Linked DNA regions of Rattus norvegicus: region 1 is linked to region 2. The links are chromatin contacts, called in public Hi-C maps. All regions are on one chromosome and are shown on one strand. The core of a region is the stretch at or near the end of the contact, and the rest is flanking DNA. Distances in the headings are between cores, read along the strand shown. Region 1 has its middle 160 kb from the start of Trnap-agg28. Region 2 has its middle 260 kb from the start of Trnap-agg28.

Region 1 (4,782 bases), core at 653-3,152, 96 kb before region 2:
GCTGGAAGTGATGGAGAGTCTCAAAGCTCACTTCCCACCATGAGCGCCAGTCTCAGGCACATGAACTTGGGTCCCTCCCATGAAGTGCAGAGCAAATCTGCATGGGCCGATGGCTTACCCTCTGCCTGCTGGGCACTGGCTCTCCCTCTGTCCCCGAAGCATCTTTGTTCGTAGGTATGTTTGGGCATGGGCGCACACTCACCTGCAATGGGAAGTGGAGATGCCTGCCTTTTCTTTTCAGCCCTCCCTCCTCTGTTTTTGCCTGTCTTTTTGTTTTGTTTTGTTTGTTTTTTTGGCTTTCTTTATTCTTTTTCCTTCCCTCCTCTTTTGCTCCCAGATGTCATCCTCTCTTTGGCAGGATATTGATACGGAGTTCAGAATAGTTTCAAACTTGTGATTCTGTTGCCTTAGTCTTTTGAGTATGCAGGGTGCACATTTATATTTATTGTTGTTGTCATTGTTGTTGTTTGGTATATATCTTCTGCTCTGAACTAGGTCTTGGGTTTTATTGGATCTGATAGATCACATTACACACCAATGTATCTAAACACAGTGAGAAATACACTACGATGATATGATAAGAGACTTGTAATTCACTTATGTTTTTTGGTGCTAGCTATCTAACCTGGGGTTGGGCAAGCATTTTATACCTGCTGTCCATGTCCAGCCTGACATAGGGGTCTAAGGAACAAATGGGGTCATCAAAAGAAGAGCTGTTAGACAATGTGGAGAGAAGATGAAGCCCTGGTCTGGCCTAAATACTTGTGCCTCATGACTTGGGGCACACACACTTTATTTGTGCAGGTTGAAGTTCCCTTTGTATGACCCTCTTTCAGCAGTGGAGAAGGCCTTTCCCCATATGCATCTCAAAGACATGAAATACCTCAGGTCCAGTTCAGACACACAGATCCATCAGTCCAAAGAGTCTCTTTAATATCCAATCCCAGGCTTAGAGTTTCTCTCCCAACTCTGAAAGTTCAGAAGGAACCCTGCCATCAACCAGGGCCCAGGGTCCTGAGTTCTTTCTGCCATAATTTTGCACCAGTGTCAAACTCTTAACCTTCTGAATGTACAAAGAGGTTTTTATTTTAAGTCCACGGCACAAACGACCTCTTCAGATTCATAATGAGGCACGCATTGAATGGAACATAGCTCAAGGTGAGTCATTCATTAATCATAAACAAAACAGGCCCTGATCAAGGACACATAAGCGCACACTGTAAAAAAAGAGGCCAGTTGCCCAATCCCTTTATTTAATATTAACTAAATTATGTTTCTCATGTGAGTCCCGAGAAAGTGATTTTTCTCACTTTATTTGTAGGCGGCCCAGCGTGAATAGATAATTACTTCCCTCAGTGTTGTTTCCCCTGAAGGTCCACTGTGTTCAACAAGACACTATCAAGTCTGGCCTCTTGTGTGGAGGTGGGGTGTGAGGGGCCTTGTGCCTGGAGCTGGAGACTTTAAACTGGAATCCACCAAGCATGAAAAACAGCCGCCAACAAGAGTATTACAAATGACATGAAAATATTTGCGATTAATAACAGCTAACCAGAGTCTCATGATCCAAGAAATGCATGATTACTTTATTACAGATATCTGATATGTTAATTATCTTCAAAAATTTCACCACTGTTCTCTGCTTTGGCAGAAATTTGAGCAGGGGAAAAGGAAATTTGAACGTTTATGTAAGTTGGAAACAAAGCATTTAGGAGATTGGACTTTAGAAGACCTGGGAATGGTATTTGGTATTCAATTCTGTGGGACAAGAAGGAAATGAAATCACAAGAATAGAAATGAGGGTGAAGGCTGAAATTTGAGTCTAGGAGAACTTGGCTGTCATCAGTAGAAGCTCACTCACCTTTACCTTTCTGGATCAAAATGCTCTGGGTGCTAATGGGGGAGGGGCGGACGGATGAGATTGGCAACATCTGCAGGTGACAGCAGCAAGGGAGCCGGAATCAGTATTTGCCTAAGACCAAGCCTCTTGGAGGGATTTTCTCCTTACCACAGGGGAGCCTTCCCACACTAGCCCCTTTCCCAGACAAGCTGTCACTGAGTCATCATATAGCATCCTAACTCTGGGAAGGGAGGTCACCCAACTGCTGATACTAATAGACCGAGTCAGTAGGCATTAGAGATCCCAAAGGGTGGTGGTGGCATCCTGGCTGCAGGAAGCCAGCCATCTGGCTATGGGGACAGGGAACTGACAGCATTGTGTTAGCTACTTACCTGCAGCTATTCTCTCAGATGAACCTTCTAGACGTTGACAGTTCAAGGGTGGCTTTTCAGGGTTGATGGCAAACAGAATAGGCTCAAAGTATTTCTCAGGTTGTCGGTCAGTAAGGCAGACTTTCTGGAAGGGCAGTGCCCATTCTTGGCCCTGAATCTTCAGATGAATTGCCAGGGTGTCACTTCTGTTTCTTGCTTCTGTCTACTAAAAGGATCAGGTTATCTTTATATTTTAGATCTTAGAAGAAAAAGGAAGGCAAGTCACACACACAGGGAGGGTGCTGGGGGGACAGTAATCAAGGTGGGCTTGGAATCCCCAGGTATTCATAACCTTAGATTTATAACACTGCTCCACAGCAAACCAGTGAGCCTGTCATGGCAGAGCAAGAATTCACGCAGAGGGCTGGAGAGATGGCTCAGCGGTTAAGAGCATTAACTGCTCTTCCAGAGATCCTGAGTTCGATTCCCAGCAACCACACGGTGGCTCACAACCATCTGTAATGGGATCTGATGCCCTCTTCTGGTGTGTCTGAAGACAGCTGCAGTGTCTCATATATAATAAATAAGTAAATCTTAAAAAAAAAAAGAATTCACGCAGAACACTCTACCTGACGTAGCATAAGTCTGTAAGAACAGTCCACAGTGCCACCATTCACCAGTCTGTGCCCTAGAATTGCTTTGACACATCACAGACACACTTACTGTTGAAACACCAGCTCTGACCATTTGGAGCTCTTCCTTTGGATCAGCCTTCTAAGTACCTGGAAAGGGAACTTCCCTGTCTGTAGTGAGCTTCGGTGTGTATGGACCAAGGATGGAATGGTGGTCCCGAAAGCTACAGTTGGAGAAAGCTCAGTGTCCAAGCTAGTGTTTGGGATCCTTACATCATTGGCTTGTCTTGGTGTAGAGTCAGCTAGAAGACTGTTGGGGAGCGACCTCTGGCCTTGCCAGCAGGTGTGTCTCTAAGGGAGACCAATACAGTCAGGGAGACATACCTTGAAAGTGAGTGGAACCACCTACAGCCTGGGGCTTCGGAGGGAATAAGACACGTACAGAAATGTCTTCCTTTCCCTGCCCTAAGTCACGCTGTGTGGTGCTGTGCTCCAACAACCATTTCTTCTATGACGAGCTGAATGCTCTCAGGCTGTGAGCCAAGATAAGTCCTTGTCCCACGATACTGCTTCTGGCAGACACTTAAGTCACAGGAGCTAATAGGGCCTTGATCAGCACTGCACCTGTCACAGTGACAGCATTCCAAGGTCATAGCTCTTCAACTGCAAAAGATGGAAAATAGCAACCCTTCATACATGGAAGGTCATGCAAAAGAAAGTCACAGAGGTATTTCAGCACGGCTGGGTCCATAGTGTACTCCTGGGAAATCACTAGCTATAGTAACCATCACCATACCGTCATCACCACCATCACCCACCACCACCACCACCACCACCAATGTCATCATTGTCCTTGTCGTCATCACTATCTTCATCAATCACTAGCTACTGCTATTATTATTAGCAATAGTGTTGCCACCGTGACTGTGTTTCTTTACCTTTCTTTTAGCCTTTCTTGGTAAGCTCTCTGCTTGGTATCTGATACAAGGATAACTACATACATTTCTATCTGCTCAAGTGACTTGGATCCTCTTAAAGCAGTGGTTCTCAACTTTCTTACAACGCAACCCTTTAATACAGTTCCTTGTGTCATGTTCCCCCCCCAACCATACAATTACTTTGTTGTTACTTTATAACTGTAATTTTGCTACTGTTATAAACCTTAATGTTAATAATTCTGTTAATAACATAATCTAATATGCAGGATACCTGACACAGGACCCCCCCCCCAAAGTGACCCACAGATTGAGAACTGATTCATCAACTCAAACATTGCAAGCGTAGGAAACATGCCATTGTCCTACTCTGCGTGGCTGTTTTTCCTTCCAAACTCTGTACTTGTAGGTGTGTTCTAGGGAATTCTGGGAGCTCGGGTGAGTGAAGGGAATTTAGGTTGAGTCACAGTACTTTGTCTGAGCCAGAGAACTGAGGCTCGTTTCCAACATTTACTGAGGGGCAGCTGGAATCACCAAGGGAGTTGCTCAGTTCCTTCTCTAGCTCTTGCCTGCAGCTGCCTCTGTGCTGTAGGCAGCTTTGATTGAAAAGTTAATCAGCAGGCTGGAGGTGCTACCAATAAAGAGCAGAAAGATTGATTTGAATACCTGATAATTTTTTTTCAAAGCCTTAGACTCCAAATACTTGAAAACGTAGAGATAACAAGTCAAGAAACAATCAAGGATGGGTTGTGGCAGGTTTTTAAGAGAATATACTTTGATATAGTAATGTCAAAAAAAAAAACTGTCTCAGGACTTAAGAAAGAAGATTATGGACCAGAGAGACGGCTCCATGACTATAAGATAAGGGAAACAAATCTGTTTCTCCACTACCCACATGTCCTTGGGCAGGCAATCGACACGGTACGAGAGCCAGGCGTAATTAGCTTTTAGTTAACTGGTGGGGTGGGTGTATCATAATAAGGAGTACAGAGCGCTCACAGTAGCCT
Region 2 (4,770 bases), core at 1,131-3,630:
TGGAGCATGAAAGCTTAGCTCCTGGAAACAAAGCGTGATGCCTAGGGGTCTGTTCTTGTAGAATGCTTAGAATAGTGGCTGGCCCTAGATCCCTGCTATGTAAGGGTTACTAGACAAAGTTAATAAAGATGGTAGAAACATTTCTTAACAAGACTTAATAATTTTGGAAACCATAAGCACCATCACTTTTAGAGGTTTACAAGGATGAAGGGTGTCCTTGCTTTCTAGTTGACTTCATAGGACTTCAGTGATAACTTCTTTCCCCTATCTTGGTGGCCACAGTTTTCCACCCATCTTCCTCCAAAAGCAGGTGACTTCCATTCATGCTTGCTGTTGGACAAGCCAAGCTATAGCATCTTCTGGGTGCGGGTCAGGACCTCCACCCTCATACATATCTTTCCCTGCCCTGTGTTTTTATGCAATGAGTTGAATGACTCTTCCCAGTTCCCCCAAAATACCCAGCATCTAAAGAGGTTCCATGCCAGCACAGTAGCACAGAGAGCCCTGTCCAATCACAAAGCCATGCTCCAAGCCTGTCTGTGATGCAGTGGTGTGTGCATGTGGCCTTTCACCAGCCAGGATTTGCCTCTCCATAAGTGGGCTCGTACCACTTTGCACAAGGTGGTGTGTTGAGCAGCAACTGGGGAAATAGCTTTGCAAGGGTAATCAGGTTAAACTGTCTCCTGAGCTTTTTCTCAGATAGCAAGCACTTGGTGGGGTGGGGGAATATCTTTCAAACAGGTTCTCACCTTGCTTCTCTAATTCCAGCTGAAGAGGTGCCAAGCACATTCCTTTGAAGGGGGGGATCTTCATTCCTTTTAGAACTTCGAAGGTTGAAATCAACTGGTACTACTACTGCCTTCTTGTCGTCGTCGTTGTCGTCGTCGTCCTCCTCCTCCTCCTCCTCCTCCTCCTCCTCCTCCTCCTCTTCCTTCCTGCCCCTTCTTCTTCTTCTTCTTCTTCTTCTTCTTCTTCTTCTTCTTCTTCTTCTTCTTCTTCTTCTTCTTCTTCTTCTTCTTCTTCTTCTTCTTCTTCTTCTTCTTCTTCTTTTTCTTCCTCCTCCTCCTCCTCCTCTTCCTTCCTGCCTCTTCTTCTTATTCTTCCTCTTCTTCCTCTTCCTCTTCCTCCTCCTCTTCCTGCCTCCTCCTCCTCCTCCTCCTCCTCCTCCTCCTCCTCCTCCTCCTCTTCTTCTTCTTCTTCTTCTTCTTCTTCTTCTTCTTCTTCTTCTTCTTCTTCCTCTTCCTCTTCCTCTTCCTCCTCCTCCTCTTCTTCTTCTTCTTCACATATTCAAAAAGACAAAATGCTGTAAGACAATTTCAAATGTACAAAGTTACATGTCAAACACAGCTCGACAAAGCAGCGCAAGTGCCGTGTGCACAAAAACGGACATTGAAATGATGGCGTGTGATGACATTCATAAATGACACGAACACCTTGCCTCTGAATAACAGTATACAGATGAGGCTCTCTGCCAAATGCTTCTATGTCCCCAGCCCAGCCAGATGGTCTTGTCTGTGTACTCTTCAGAAACAATAACCCCCTTCCCCCTCCCTGTGTAATCCCTGCCATGCAAGACCTCAGCCTGCTCTCTCTGCTCCCTGAGGGGCATAGTGCTCCACCCATAGTGTTTTTTCTTTCTAAACTTCTTCAAGGCAAACTCCACTTGGAATATTCTTTGCTGGTTTGGAATAAACCTAAAAAACTAAAGCGTTGTTTCTCCTTTCTCCTCTGACGTCATCTCAAACACCCACCCACCCACACACCTGCCTGCTCTCGGCTCTCAACTTGCTCCTCCTACCACATCCAGGCTCCCACACTGAAACCTACCTCCAGCTCTCTGCCTCTGCTGTCCCCTTTCCTCTGCACATTTGCACAGACTTATTTCATAAAAACGTCAGCTGTTAAGTTAACATTATTTAAGGGGCTTTGGGTTTTAGTTCCTGAGTGCAACCTAAGCTGGATCCTCGAAGGGCTGACAAGAAGCCCGGTCTGTATAAAACATGACCCACAGAGGCACTAAATAAATAACCTGGCTGTGGGCTCCCAGGCCTCTATTTATCACCGAGGCAATGATAAGGATCTGATTTAGAGTGAACCCTGCTGAGGGTCGAGCCGGCACAAGCTGTAATATGATCTGCAGGGGAGAGGGCCGATAACCTTAAACAATGCGAAGAAACCCTGTCAGATAAATAAAACAAACTGTTTGTCCATTAAATAGTGCTGTCAGTAAGAGAACGGAGAAGCCAAACACTGCTAAATCCAATTCCTTTATGGCTGCACAAAGCCAGAAACATCCTAACCAAGCTGGGGAGTAAGTCCCCCAGAACAGACCGGGGGCCAGGGATCTGATTACTGAGGTGACTGGGGGAGGAGACAGCAGAGGTTTGATCCAGGGCATGACCTATGTCCTCTGTCATCCGCAGACTTTGGTGTTCTGCTCTGTGCAGTGGCTTTTCATCGTGCTGGTCCAGCCCACCCGGCTGGCTTGTTGATGTGGACCCACGAGATAAGCCTAGCAAAGGAATTCTGAAGAAATTAAGGCAGGATGCTCAGAAATGCTAGTGTCTACGTGATCAGACCAGGCACTGAAGGGCTTGCCAGAGGTGGCGGAGCTCACGTCAAAGGACAACCTCCACTCAACCTCGTCATCAGGCTGCCTCAAAATACAGCCCACTGGTGTTAAGTCTGTTCATGACAGGCATTCAAGTGTGAAATATCAAGAGTCCACATGGAAATGTGAGATTTCTAACATGTTCTGTGTTGACATAGAACATTTTAGTATAATTCCATGTGTGGTTAGTTGAATGCTAGCTGGGTTTGTTGCAGCTTACAGATTGCAGCCTTTGGATTAGTGAAAGCAAGGACAAACGTTTTCCTGGTTGTCACGAAACTCGCTGTTCACATCCTGTAAGAACCTGGAGGTAGAATGGGCAGAGACAGCCATGCCTGCTCACAAGCTCTCAGGCATATCCACCCACGTTACACTTCTCCCTTCCAACTTTATGATGGAATCCACTCAGCATGCCACTGCATATGACACAGAATCACCCCACGACAGAGAATCTCTGCTATTGGTGTCCTGCAAACTGTTCTGGAGATGTTCACCTCTGCACGGAGAACTCTGATCTCATTGCCAGTGTTTCTCAATAGCAGTTGGACAGGGACTGAGTGTCGGCAGGTTCTCTCTCCTCAGGCTCAGGGCAAAGAAATCATGGCCCCACAGTTTAGCTAACACAATGAGTAGCGCCAAATGGACCCTCTGCTTCTTCCTATCTATAGGAGTCTAATCTGTGCTCTTGAAGAAATCCAACCATGTAAGTGGTCAACACGGCCAGGCTAGGTCTTCAGAGGAGATCCAGAGAAGATGCTAAACTGCCCAACAGGGGCAGATTTCTCTGGATGACTATTGGCTGGCTCTCGGTACAGGCTCAGAGCCACCAGTGATGCTTGCTGAATAGGGGCATTCCAGAACCTTTTCCTGGCAGGCCCAGCTGGGTATGACCCAGGGACATTTATCCCTGCCCACTGCATCACTAGTGAGTCTGGCCTATTTTCTACTTGCTGATTTAATGGGAGCATTAATTTTTGATTTCATTAAAGCCAGAGTTCCCAGACTTGTTTGCTTGCCAGACTGTGACTCCTCAGGGACCTTCTAGAAGACAGACTTTGTTTATATAAGGGGGTGAGTTTTGACCTGCCCATTGTGGGCACGGAAGTAAAGAAGCCCTTGTCTCGTCACTATGATCTGGAGAAGCAGGTCTTCTCCAAACCTTACAGACGGTAGAATGGACATCTGGAAATGTAACATGACCATGATTTTTAGAATCAGGACAAGATTGGGTTTCTTCAAGGAGGCTGTGGCTGTAGGTGTCTGCTGCAGACTCTGAAGGTTCTCTCTCTCTCTCTTCATGGCTCATTATGATTTCAACTTCATTTTGGGAAGAAGAAGAGGAAGTATTTATTTGCACAGAATTATATATTTTTCCAGTATTTGATGTGCACTATTGAATTACTCTGCCACCCGTCCCTTCATCAAGCTGGAATCAGGCTCTGCACTGTTTTTTTTTTTTTTTTTTGTATTTGAGATGGTTCTTGGTAGGACTTTGAGGCTTTAGGTCACACTATCTATTCACTGAGAACCTTATGTAACAATGATCAAAGATTAATTCTAGATTGAAAAGCAGTTGCCCAGAATTGAGGGAGAAGTAGATGGAGTCTCAGAACAGACTAAATGGATTGACAATACAGAAATTTGAAATGTTTTTCCTAATGATTCTTTATGTCAGTCCAGTCTTTAGTTCTGTCATAAATGGAATACTGGCTTAGCAGTTTACAGGTGGTGAGGCTGGATTTGGGGGCTGTTGTTTGTGATCTTAGCACTTAGGAGGTGATCTTTGGAGTCCACGAATTCAGGAGCAGATATGTAAATATAACAAGCTCGAATCTCAAAACAGCAACAACCATAACACACACACACACACACACACACACACACACACACACACACCACACACACACACACTTGTGCACAAGTATTTGTACATGGAAAATGGTTTCTTCATATTTGAAGGATTTCCTATATGAATGCAATTCTAAAGTTAAGGAAATAAAAATACAATGTAAGATGGCTAAGAAAAATATTGAAAAAGAGGTATATCTTGAATAATAGGAGTATAAATCCCAGGAATGTAAATGACTTTGAGTCTGATCTAATCCAGAGCTTCAAATGACAGCACTGGAAATCTTTGTTTCTTTGCTTCATCTTTTATG

What was found. Hi-C and Micro-C count contacts between places; a contact is called where the count stands out from the background.
Region 1: a Hi-C map of liver shows a contact between it and region 2, with 3 times the contacts expected there. The contact joins two enhancer-like sites. A contact is called at or near these places in 3 of 12 Hi-C or Micro-C datasets (kidney and liver).

Annotation. Positions count from the first base shown.
Region 1 is chr19:33,935,156-33,939,937 of GRCr8, reverse strand. No RefSeq gene overlaps it. Among named protein-coding and RNA genes, the nearest start is that of Trnap-agg28, 160 kb to the left of the region's middle. Within about 2 kb of position 1,902, at least 2 of the 93 cell types and tissues checked have an H3K27ac peak or open chromatin away from gene starts, as enhancers often do. A contact at or near this core is called in liver, where this site is marked.
Region 2 is chr19:33,839,496-33,844,265 of GRCr8, reverse strand. No RefSeq gene overlaps it. Among named protein-coding and RNA genes, the nearest start is that of Trnap-agg28, 260 kb to the left of the region's middle. Within about 2 kb of position 2,380, at least 2 of the 93 cell types and tissues checked have an H3K27ac peak or open chromatin away from gene starts, as enhancers often do. A contact at or near this core is called in liver, where this site is marked.